Linked DNA regions of Sus scrofa: all the other regions are linked to region 3. Evidence: chromatin contacts called from public Hi-C and promoter capture Hi-C data. All regions are on one chromosome and are shown on one strand. Each heading gives the region's core, a stretch centred on a gene start, on an enhancer-like site or on the middle of the called end of the contact. The rest is flanking DNA. Distances are from core to core; before and after follow the strand shown.

What was found. Promoter capture Hi-C pulls out the DNA fragments that hold promoters and counts their contacts. Hi-C and Micro-C count contacts between places; a contact is called where the count stands out from the background.
Region 1: a contact with region 3 is called in a promoter capture Hi-C map of fetal liver, with 2.1 times the contacts expected there. The contact joins the promoter of ANGPTL8 here to the promoter of LDLR in region 3. A contact is called at or near these places in 2 of 5 promoter capture datasets (fetal liver and liver), 2 of 47 Hi-C or Micro-C datasets (heart right ventricle and liver) and 1 of 2 datasets of contacts at active chromatin or transcription factors (skeletal muscle).
Region 2: a Hi-C map of liver shows a contact between it and region 3, with 2.4 times the contacts expected there. The contact joins the promoter of KANK2 here to the promoter of LDLR in region 3. A contact is called at or near these places in 2 of 47 Hi-C or Micro-C datasets (liver and skeletal muscle) and 1 of 2 datasets of contacts at active chromatin or transcription factors (skeletal muscle).

What each region holds. Positions count from the first base shown.
Region 1 is chr2:69,950,150-69,954,133 of Sscrofa11.1, forward strand. ANGPTL8 (angiopoietin-like protein 8) reads left to right here and starts at 1,407. Exons shown (of 4, transcript XM_021083871.1): 1 at 1,407-2,748; 2 at 2,909-3,070; 3 at 3,605-3,714; 4 at 3,809-3,984. The coding sequence starts at 2,452. The coding sequence ends at 3,956. It overlaps DOCK6 (dedicator of cytokinesis protein 6), which reads right to left. Exons shown (of 49, transcript XM_021083867.1): 15 at 1,243-1,360; 16 at 1,103-1,173; 17 at 719-857; 18 at 519-620.
Region 2 is chr2:69,922,575-69,926,660 of Sscrofa11.1, forward strand. KANK2 (KN motif and ankyrin repeat domain-containing protein 2) reads right to left here and starts at 2,620. Exons shown (of 14, transcript XM_021083853.1): 1 at 2,490-2,620; 2 at 790-1,029. It overlaps DOCK6 (dedicator of cytokinesis protein 6), which reads right to left. Exons shown (of 49, transcript XM_021083867.1): 48 at 3,936-4,086; 49 at 3,281-3,523. The coding sequence ends at 3,481.
Region 3 is chr2:69,826,617-69,830,350 of Sscrofa11.1, forward strand. LDLR (low density lipoprotein receptor) reads left to right here and starts at 1,767. Exons shown (of 18, transcript NM_001206354.2): 1 at 1,767-1,978. The coding sequence starts at 1,912.

The DNA.
Region 1 (3,984 bases), core at 157-2,656, 120 kb after region 3:
AGAAGCCTGGGATGCTCGCGGGAGAACAAACTGAGGGTGAAGGTTACTGCAGGGAATGAATGAAAAACAGCATAAACGGAGGACTCCAGGCCCCTGGGGTGCTAGTGAAAGGCTCAAGGGTATGTGGGAGGGTGACAGCGCATTCATGTGGGGGAGGGAGGGACGAGGGACAGTAATCAGAGCATCAGGCAGGGCTGCAAATGGGGGACTGCAGGGGAAAGGCAGTGGAATCTTAGTGGGGACGGTGAATGCAGAGGTGCGAGTGTGTGTGGGGGGGAATGTTAATGAGACGTGGTAGCTGAGGACAGGGAGGGACATACACAAGGGGGCGCAGGACACACAGGATTAATAACAGGGCAGGGGGTGGCGTGCTGAGGTAGGCAGGGACCCCAGAGGCCCTAACAGTGGACAACAAGGATCCCAGGGGTGTTGATGAGAAGGAAAGCAGGACATGAATGGGGTTGTGGGAAAGGTAATAGGCGATAGGGTGCTGTTGGCAGGGGGTCCAGGGCACGTACGTCCGGTGTGAGCACGGAGTAGCTGGGCGGAGGCTGGTCCACGGACACAGGGAGGCAGAAGGGACCGGTCCTCAGGCGGCCGTGCTGCAGCAGCGGGATCCACTGGGGAGAGAGAGGCTGGGGTCAGGTATGGGGCCGGACAGGGGCCAGGAGCGCTGGGTGTGGGGGGTTGGGCTGGTAGGGGCGGAGGGGGGGCTCACAGTAAAGCCCACAGGAGTCTCCAGGGCCGTGCCTGGCCGGGGCTGGCAGCTGACGTGGTAGAAGGTGAAGAGCAGGTGGTGGTTCTCTGTCACGCAGGCCGGAAGCCGCAGCTTGAACTCCTCGTAGAACTCAGGGGATCTGGCAGAGCAGAGCTGGGGGTTCTGCTGGGGGCCAGGCTCCCCCTAACCCCCACCTCATGCCTGTCCCACCCTCCTCTGCCACACGTTCCCCCAGTGCTGCCAAGCCCTACTGTCCCTGCTCTCTGCCTCAGGGTCCCCCACAAGCACTCATGAAGTCTGCCTGCCCCGCCCCTGTTCCTGCCTCACCGTGTCCTCATCAGTGCCCCATTCACAACCCCCTCCTGACCCCACCCCCCAACATACTTGTTATGGTAGACCACGGGGGTGAAGGCCTCGCGGGTGAATTCACTGCAGCTGGATTTGCCAAAGATGACCTGGTAGAGCAGGGGTGTGAGGGGCTGGCTGGGACACCCTGTCCCCCCACCCCTGGGCCAGCCACTGACCGGCAGGGCCTGGCTGGGGTCCTCGCCTGCCATGTACTGCACTCGCACGGTGAGGTTTCGCACGGAGCCCTGGCGACTGCTGAAGTTGAGGCTGTGCGGGTACACGTACAGCAGGTTCCTGAGGGGGAAGGGGCATGTTAGAGGGACAGAGAAGGGCTGGGCCACTGGAACAAGGTCGGGGGGGGGCGCTGCTGGAACGAGCTAGGACACCGAGAGCTGGGGAGGGGGCAGGAGATGTAAGTGGCAGAGAGTGGGGGACAGAAGGGTGCTCAGGATCAGGCTCCAAGGTGGCCCAGGCAGCCAGTGTCAGGTGCGAGCCCTACCCACGCTGACCTGCCCATCACCCAGCTCAGGAGCCTGACCCCCCTTCCCCCAGGAGAGGCCACAAGAGCTGTACAGCCTGTCTCTCGGGTGGGGAAACAGGCGAGGGTCAGAATTCTGCCTTCCTCCTGCAGGGATAACTCTCTGCAGGCCCCAACCTGCCCCTGGGCCTCAGTTTCCCTATGAAACTGTTTACCACGTGATGGTAAACAACAGTTATGTCTGTAACTGCACCAAACACTAAGGCAGCACCTACTGTCTGTTGTGCTTTCAACATAAAACAATTCATTTATTTCTCACAAGCAGCCTGGGAGGCAGGAATCACATCACCCCCATCACACAGGCAGGGAAACAGAGACACTTGCCCACAGTCATCCGGGCAAAAAAATGGTGGTGAGCATTGATCCAGGGCATGTAGAGGTCCTGGAGCCAGGCTGGGTGGCCTTGGGAGAGTCCCTGCCACCTGCACCTGCTCCCCTAGCTCTTGACCTGACCAACAAAGACCTCAGCATCGCAGACTCATAGGAAGGTTATGAGACCAGCTACTGTAATGGCAGCTGGAAAGCCTCACTGTTATCATTGCTATTGTTGCCATGCCTATCCACAGAAAGGGAAACTGAGGCCTGGAGGCTTTGGGCCACCAGCAGGGCCTGGGCCTGTCCTCTCCCAGTGCCCCCAGACCAAGCCTGGCCCAGAGCCTCAGCCAGCATGATCCTGGCATGGCCCGGCTGGACATTCACCTGATGCAACTATCGCGCCATCGCCGGAGCCTTGCACAACATGGGGCAGCTGGCTGGCCGGTTAACGATTGACCGGAGGTTAAAGGGGGTGTTAAGACATAAAAGGCAGTAGCAGTGGTGCTGTGGCCACAACCCCAGACCCCCAGCCATGTCCACGCTCATGCTGTGCCTGCTGTGCACCCTGACAATGGTGGCCCAGCCTGCCCCGGTGACCCCCGTGAGCAGCTCAGAGCTGGCACAGCATGAGGAGCTGACTCTGCTCTTCCATGGGGCCCTGCAGCTGAGCCAGGCTCTCAATGGTGTATACAGGGCCACGGAGTCACAGCTGACAGAGGCTGGGCACAGCCTGCGCCTCTATGGCCAAGCACTGGGGCTCCTTGGGCAGAAGGTCAGCCAGGGCCAGGATGCAGCCCAGGAGCTACGTGTAAGCCTATTGGAGATGCAGGTAGGCACTGTAGTTGGGGTGTTGTGGGGTGGGTAAGAGTCCACCACGGTGGGGTTATGCCCAGGGTGACCCTCTGTTGGGGTTTCCCCAAGACTTCCAGTGTTAAAACCAGGCCAGTCCCAGGAGGTCATCCTACTAACATCCACTATCTATTGATCAGATGGAAGAGGATGCTCTCAAGCTGCAGGCACAGGCCACAGCCCAGGCGTTGGGTGAGGTGGCCCAGGGACAGCAGGTACTACGGGAGAGAATGAAGCAGCTAGAAGTCCAGCTGAGGAGCGCTTGGCTAGGCCATGCCCACCCAGAATTTGAGGCCTTAAAGGTAAAGTGTTCCCAGCCCTGGGGAGTTGAGACCCTAACTCACAACCAGACCTCGTTTCTGAAGCTTGTGTCCCAGAGACCCCCCAGATCAGCCTTCTAGCGCCATGGCCTCTACTCTGTGTGACCCTGAGCAAAACCCATGTCCCTCCCCAGGCCTCAGTTTCCCTATTTGCAAATAAAGGCAAGAACTAATGTCTCAAAGCAGAGCCAGGGACTCAGTGCAGATAAAATCCTCAGCATGGGGTAGGGCACATGGTTGTTAACTCGATAAATGCAAACTATTAGAGCATTTCTTGAGCATTCATTAAGTACCCAGCACTGTTTTACGCCCTCTGATAATCCACAGCACGCTCGTAATAGCTCCCCAAAGGGAGTCCTACTCCAGCCCCATTTTATAGATGGGGAAATTGAGACCAGAGAATGGCAGTGACTTGCCGAGTCACACAGATGTAATGGGGAGCAGGGGGAGCTGGGCAGGGCTGAGGTATAGGAGGTGAGGCAGCCCCTGGCTGAGGTTTCCATCCTGATCCCACAGGCCCATGCTAACAAGCAGAACCACATCGTGTGGGCCCTCACGGGCCACGTGCAGCGACAGCGGCAGGAGATGGTGGCACAGCAAGAGCGGCTGAGACAGATTCAAGAGAGGTGAGCCTGGTGGGGGTTTGGAGTGCGGGACAGCTGGATGGGGACCCCTTTGCCTTGGCTGAGCCTCGCCTCCCTCCCAGACTCCACATGGCAGCACTCCCGGCCTGAGCCTGCTTGGGCAGAACCGAGGACCTGTCACGCACCAAGGGATGCTGCCACGCTCCACGCGACCCCTGCCCAGGGAGCTGCCTGTTGGCTGGGATCGGCCAGGGCACTGGGACCCGCTTCCAGCCATGGAGTAGAGACGGAAGCAGATGGGGATGCAGGCAG
Region 2 (4,086 bases), core at 1,370-3,869, 97 kb after region 3:
ACAAAGAAACCAAACCTCACAGTCCGCCTGCACATCTGTCCAGCCCCTGGACAGGCTCCAGCTGTTCCCACAGCCCTGCCTCCACAAGGCCCCCCGGGCTGGGGGTGGGGGCCCAAGCCTGACAGGCCTCACCCTTCCTGTGCCCCCTCCCCTCAGCCCAGGCCAAGAGCTGGCTACCGGGGCAGGTGGGGGCTTAGGTGAGCAGGGGGCTGGAGCACTGATGGGGAGACAGCCTTCCTGCAAGGATCTGAGGAGACAGAGACATAAGGACACAAGCAGAAATACAGCTCAGGGTAGGGAACCCCAAAACAGAGCTGGGTCAGGCCAGACCGGAGTAGGGGGGTGGTAGGGAAAGTTGGGGGGAGGCAGCGAGGAGGAAAGCCTTTCCCCTTTATGGAAACAATTTTCTCTAAAAATAAACAGTTTCGCTGCCGGGCTACACGAGAACTTCCTGCCCTCCCCTCTAGGACGCGTCCGGCTTGGGGGCACAGTCGGGATAGAAGGCTGGGGTGGAGGCCCGGGAAGTCATGGGGCTAGGGGGAGGAAGTAAGAGGGGGCACCCGGAGGCTGCAATTGGGAAGGACAATCAGGGCCTCTTACTAACCTGCTCCCCCCCATCCTCCTCACTCCAGCCCTGGAGGCCAGCCAGGCCACTTTTGTCCCCAACACTCTGAATTTGGCCAAACCCTTCTTTGGTCTGACTTATGCCCACCCGGCTACAGAGGTCCTGGCCCAACCCACCATCAGAGAGGACCCTTTCCAGCCTATGGGTGCCAAGGCAGTGGGTACCTGCGAGGATGGGCCAGGTGGGGCAACTGCCAGGCATGAAGGCGGGGCCAGGGCTCCAGGGGCAACTGAGCTTGTCCTGTCTTACGTCCTTGTTCAGTGTCTTGCTTTGTCTCTCTCCACGTCTCTCTGTGTCTTTCCCCGAGTCTCTGTGCCTTTCCACGTCTCTGTCTCTCTGTCTCTCTCCACTTCTCTCTCCCTGTTTCTCCACGTCTCTGTCCTCACCTCTCCGTCTTTCAATGCCTGGAACACACAGTCACCTGATTGTAGGAAATTTGGTTTTCTACCTGACTGTTGGTCACCCCACGCACAACGGAAAGGTGATCAAAGATATTTTCTGGGGACCCAAAAGAGACTGGAAGCAGGGAGCAGGAACTGTCCCCTGTGAGGACCCCTGGAGGTGGAGAGGGGTACAGCAAATAACAGTAGTAAGTATAATCACCATCCAAACAACTCATTTGATCAGGATAAATGAGGTGAGTAGTTATCACCCTATTTTACAGATGAGGTATCTATGAGGTACAGTGACTTGCCCAGGGTCACCAAAGGGGGAAGTGGCTGGTAGATTCCCCATTGGCAGCGAAGGCAACTTCACCCTCCTCGCCACATCCCTCTGCCCATTTCTCTGAGAGAGACTGGGGTCTGAGCTTCTCCAGCCCTCTGAGGGTCCTCCACGTGGGAAGGCGACTCAAGGTGGAGACAGCAGATGGTGGGGGTCAGTGTAGTGGTGGTGGGTGTCTGTGGCTGAGGGTCCTCTCTTTCTATGGGACCCCTGGAGAATGGGGAGGACACAGGATAGGAAGAGAGACAGGACACTCCAAGAGAGGACAGGTGGGAAGCTCAGGGAAAGGGCGCAGGCGGGGTCCGAGGCAGGCCAGAAGTCCGGCGGGGTCTCCCTAAAGCCCCTCTCCCAGACCAGCCTGTACGTCCCTGGGGTCTCCCATTCCTCTCCCCGCCCCAAAGACGGGGGTGAGGAGGACCCCGCCCCGTGGAGGGAGAGGGCGGGGTCTGCGGGGTCCCCAGTTAATGGCAAACAGCTGCCGCTCCCCACGCCGGCCCAGCCGCAGGCCGAGGCCCAGCCCGGCCGGACGCCCGGACGCCTTCCCGCCGCCTGGGGCCTGGCTCTGGCCCGGCTGCGGAGGAGGGCGAGGGAGGATAGAGAGTGGAGGTTGGTGGGGAGGGACAGAGGTGGAAAGGAGGACGGAGACAAGGGGGAGGGTAAGGGGGAAGGCAATGATGGGGCGAAGGGACAGGGAGATACAGACGGAGGATGGGGCCGGGGGAGAGAAGCTGGGACAGGGTCAAAGATGGGGACGGGACAGCGGCGCGGGGACCGAGACGCTGGAAGTGCGGAAAGTTTGGGCATAGATAACGGAGTTGGAGGCAGCGGCTGTAGAGACCTGCGAGGTCGAGCCCGGGGGTTGAAGGCGGGATGGGGTGGGGTGGAGTGGGGACCACGCTCGAACCCCGAACCGGACTCGAACCCTGACCCAGCCCGGGTGCTACTCGCCTCGCGCAATCCGGCCGCCGCCGTCCCAGCGTCCCGCCGCCCGTGCGTCCTCCGCGCCGCCGCCCGGTCGCCCGGCCCTCGGCAGTAGCTCCGCCCCGCCCCGCCCCGCCCCCTCCAGACCACCCCCGCTCCCTCCAGTCCCAGGCAGCCCGGCCGCGGTGTAGGGGAAGTGGGGGTGGGGACACAAATGCACCTGGAGGGCAGGTGTGTGTGTGTGCGCGCACGTGGGGGTGTCCGAACTCCAACCCCTCCTCCACTCCCCAGGGCAGGGTCCTCCCGCAACCGTGTCCTCCTCGGTCTGCTGCAGCTGGGCCGCTGCGGGGGGGGGGGGCTGGAGGGGGCGGAGCTGGCGGGGCGGAGCTGGCCAGGGCCCAGCTCCTGGAGGGCCTTGAGGGCGGGTGGTGACGGCGGCGGCTATAGGAGGTCACCCCTCCCCCAGCCAGCCCAGGGCTGGAAGCCGCCCAGCGCGGGCCTGGTACACGGTGGCGTGACCACCACGGGGCAGGCAGGGGGGGCCCTGGTCAAGGCGAAGCTGCACAGGCCAAAGCTAATGCCTAGGCTCAGTTCCTAACCCTACCAAGCTTTCAACTGCTTGCTGCCTCAGTTTCCCCATCTGTAAAGCAGGGTTAAGACCATGGAGTTGATCAGATTCACCAACCATGAGGCAGGGACCTAGGGAGGTCCCTCAGGCAGAAAGGCTCATAAACAGGGGAGTGTCTTTCTGGGCACCAATTATGCAGGACTGGGCATTCAGCAAGGGTTTAGTAAGTGTTACCATTATTTCCCATGCACCCATGTGACACTGTCATTTGTGTTTTGCCTTCCTTGCTAGAATGTCGGCTCTAAAAGGGCAGGAATTGCATCTATTGTCACTGATGTGTCCCTGGCACCCAAGTGGTTCTCAGTGTCTGTGCATCAATAGCCAGGGTGTGCAGGTAAAGTGTACCCAGGACCCAGACCCCAGGGACCATACCACACAGGCTGTTTATAAAAACCATTTTAAATTAGAAAAGGTAAGGAGCATCAGTGCACACAGATGAGGACAGAGGAACAGAGGGCCCAGCCCCATGTGCAGTGTGGTCACCCAGGGCTAAGTGGGCAGTGGGGGGAGACTCTCAGGAAGGCACAGACAACTGAGGCCAGGCTGCTGGTTCCTCTGGCGTGTGGCTTCAGGCCCTGTGGGTTCAGACATCAGCCTTCCGGAAACTGGCTCTGTTCAAGGAGTTCCTAGGGGAGGAATGAGATGGATCAACATGGCCACAGGGCCCCCAACTGCATGATGCTCCCCAGCCTCTTCCTCCAAAGATCCTTCTAGGGTCTTCCTGGTTCCTTTCACAATGGTTCTAATCTGGCTACAGAATCAGAGATTCTTAGACTCCATCACTGGAGATATGAATCATGCCCCTTTTGATAGATGTGGAAACTGAGTCTTAGAAACATGAAGTCACATGCCTGGGAAATGACCTGGCTAGGATCAGAAAAAGTTGCCCAGAGCCTGCACATGTCTGAGTGTTCACATGTTTGTGCAAAGCCATGAGCACCCGTGTTGATGTGCACATGTGTAACCGCCCCCATGCTCTGCCTGGCTTTGCCTATCTGCCTTGCCTTCTCTAGGGTAGGGAGGCCCCAGGTCAGGCACCTGAGGCTACTGGCTGTGGTCGGTGCCAGCAGCTGGGGAAGGCGCTGGGTGAGCAGGGGCTGCAGAGCCTCCCGAAGGCGGGAGTAGTTGCGCTCTAGCTCACGGTGGTACTCCTTCTGGTCTGGCCCAATCAGGGCTTTGTTCTTCCGCA
Region 3 (3,734 bases), core at 517-3,016:
GTTCTGATCTGACCCCTAGCCTGGGAACTTCGATATGCTGCAGGTGTGGCCCTCAAAAAAAGAAAAACAAAACAAAAAACCAAATCTACTGCTCCTGACTTAACAAACAAACAAAAAAACACAACAACAACAAAAAGAGGCACATATAGAATAAGGAATGGAATTTGATGGTGACACATTCATAAACCACTCTCAGAACTTGCTAGTCCTTGTAAATTTCTCCAGGTATTGCTAATGAGCTCGTTTTGACCCTGATAATGAACCTGCCAAATAAGGGAAGCAGGCATTTCCTCCCCATATTTATTTTATCAGCCTTGATTTATTGGCAAAGCTAAGTTATTTGCCTGAGGTCCGTCTGATTCAGAATCTGGGGCTCTTTACTGCCAAACACTTTGTAAGTTTCTTCTTCTGGATTAATCGCTATTTTTCTCCCCAAGGATTCAATTGTGCCCCTTATACTTCTTTTCTGACTTCTCTGCTGGGTTTCCCTGTAAGCCTGCTGAAAGGTTAGTTTGCCCAGCTAAGCTCAGTTTGTAAAACCTTAGAGATCTCTGCTCATTCCTGAAGTAAACCTCCAAAACTGCCAGACCCTTTGTGGGAGGCTTTTTTGGCAAGGGGCCGCTGGTAAGTGCATGGATCCCAAAAGAGACTCCCTGATTTATTTATTTTTTTAATGTGAAGAAAATCTTTATGATTTTAATTATTTTAATTATTTTTTTCTTAGTTTCAAAAGGTTTATTTTTGAGCATGGTGAGAATACATGAACAATATAGATAGCTCAAGAAAAATAGAGGTAAACAAAAAATGTCACTGCCCAAAGATAACTCTCCTTAGTACTCTGAGAGATTTCTCCTCCATAGCTTTTTGTGCATTCATTCATGTATTTTTATTGAAAAAAATTTTTATGGCTATACCTGCAGCATAGGGAAATTCCTGGGCCAGGGATTGAATCCAAGCGGCAGCTGTGTAGCTGCGGCAACACTGAAGACTCCCTGATTCTTAAAAGCTGTTTTCCAACAGCCCTCTGTGGTCTAAGCAATCAGGTTCAGCTCTGAAAGCTCTATTTTGTTTTGATTTTGCTCAGAGGAGAGGAAGTGGCTTCTCTGTTTGTTCAACTCCTTCTCCTAAAAGGATAAATCAATATTTATATCCAGACCCCAAGTAGTGGGTCAGTTGATTTTAGAGATGTTTTTGCTCAAAATTCATCTGAGCGCTGGATCCCATAAAACAAAATCAGTTTTGGGGCGTTCTTTCAAGATGATTTTATTTAACTCTCATTGATTATGGGGCGATGTGGAAGAACTCTCTAAAACTATATATGACGAAATGGTTAAAATCTATAAACAATTCCTAGAAAGGAAAAGGCCAAGTAGAGAAGGGGGTGTGTGTGGGGGGTAAGTTTCCAATATTTCTAGTCAGAGGGGAGATGTCATTGGCCAAAACCATTTGGAAGGACAGATGGATGTTAACTTTGGACACCAAAGAGGATGTAACAATTAAAAATTGAGAGAAATTTAAGGGATACCCTTCAGCTGACGCGCGTTTCCATTTTGGGCTGGGGGTCGGGGGCTTAGTTCTTGTGCCACCAAAATCGACACATCTAGCAGCCCATCCCAGAGCGGCTTTGGAAAAGACTGGAATCCGAGTCAGGGCTTCACGGGTTAAGGATCCCATGTCACATCAGCCGTTCGAAACTCCTCCTCCCGAAACTCCTCCTCTTGCAGTGAGGTGAAGATATTTGAAAATCACCCCATGCAAACTCCTCCCTCTACGAGAAACCTCACATTGAAATGCTGCAAATGACTGGGGCCCCGCGTGCAGTCGCGTCCGGGCCGCGCGAAGCCCGGATTTCAAGAGCGCACACAGTGAACAGGAGCCCGGGCCAGGGAGCTGCAGGCGGAGGCTGGAAGCATGAAGTCCACGGGCTGGGTCCTGCGATGGGCTGTCGCCTTGCTCATTGCTGCGGTGGCAGCTGCAGGTAAGTCTGGCTCCAGAAGCTCTCGCGGCTTGGAGGTTAGCTCCCGAACTCGGGGAGCCTCTTAGTAATTTTTTTTTTTAGGGGGTGGAGAACTAAAAATCACTGTATCCTTGGCAGACTTGTGGGAAAATGGCACGAAGTCATTCTTACGTGGTTGGAGGGGGCTCTAAGGGGGGCGCGAGAGTTTAGGGGGTCTGGAGGCTCTGGGGGAGTCAGGGAAAACATGGTGTGGCTTTCCCACAAGTTTCCACTCGATGCAGGTCCCCCTTATCTTAGAGCACGGTACGCGGATCTCCACCCCTGTGGGGAGAGAGCTCTCCCTCTCAGAGTTATTCTAGGGTGAGGGTGATCCAAAACCCTATTGCTCAGCCTCGAGGTCCCTGCCGAGCGCTTCCCCCGGATCCTTCCCTCTGCATCCTTTTCGCCTGCAGGGGTTACGACGGCGGCCCAATTAGCTTTGTGCTGTCCGAAAGGGATGCTGGCTCCCAGAACAGAGCCGAGGGCACCCAGAATCGTCCCGGAACCACGCTTCCGCCCCGGGCCACCGCCTCCTGCCCCGCCTTCAGCCCCGCGGGCCCGCCCTCGGGCTGCTATTGGGCACTACTCGAACAGGCGAGCCTCGAGCCACTCCCCTTGGCCAATGGCGGCAGAGAAGCGCGCGCGGCGCGGGGCGTGGCTGGGGTACCACGCCGCGGCACCTGGTTCTGGGTGAGGTCGAAGGAGATTCCTGGGGTTCATCCCAGGCTCCTGTCACAAAAGAGGGAGCAGGTTTTGGGCCCCTGGAGAAGCTCCATGAGCCTGGACGAGGCTCCTGCTGAGCGCCTGGGCCCCGTCGGCGAATGCCTCGGTTTCTTCTGCGATCGGTGGCGTGGCCTCTGTCCGCACTTTGTCCTCGCGGCTGCCCTCGCTGGGTTCGCCCGGGACACCCTCAAGGCTTCGGTTCCTCTCCAGGCTGAAACTGTTCCTAAGGAACTAATACCACTCCTTGAGCGGACGCGAAGAGCACTTTCGCGGAGACCTCCAGCCGTGCTGGGGCAGGGACTGAGTATCAGGGACTGGATGGACCCCTCAGCTTGCCTTGTTTGTTCAGAGAGGATAAATGGGTTCAGCCGAGCTGCCTACAAGACGACCTTTCGTGTTAGAGGGTTTGAAATTTAGGTTTGGGCAAGAGGCTGCTTGGTGCAGGATCCTTAGTTATCCATTGGCTGCTAGAGGCATTTGACCTGGCTCTGGATTATAGAGAATGTCTTTTTTCTACTTACAACCAGCTGGGCGTAGAAAAGGCTTGGGATGGTCTGATTAACAGGATGCAGGAAGCTGTCTTTTTATTGACAGGGTGGAGGGGGGGCTTTGAGGCGAGACCTTTGAACTCTTGGAATCAGTGCCCGTGACACATCAGTTTCCTCTGGGAGGAAAGGAAGGGAGGTTGTAGCCACATGGCAGAGGATTATTATAATAATTCGGCCACCCAGTTGTGTGAAGCGGAGGTAGTATGGTTTAGTCAAGACGCACTTGATTAATCTGTGTTTCACACGTTGATCCACTTCTTCCTAAGAAAAAGTAATGGCAGTGAAGTCTTGAGCAAGATGTGTTGCTTGTCATAGTTTCCTCTTTCCCTGTGGGGCCTGAGAGTCTGGTATATTTTGTTCTCAAGGAGGCTCTTGAGTCCTGACATCTTCCCCAGACTCCTAATAGCTGACAGTTACTCCTTATTTCTGGTGTTAACAAGATGATGTAGGATGAGGTCTGTTTGTAG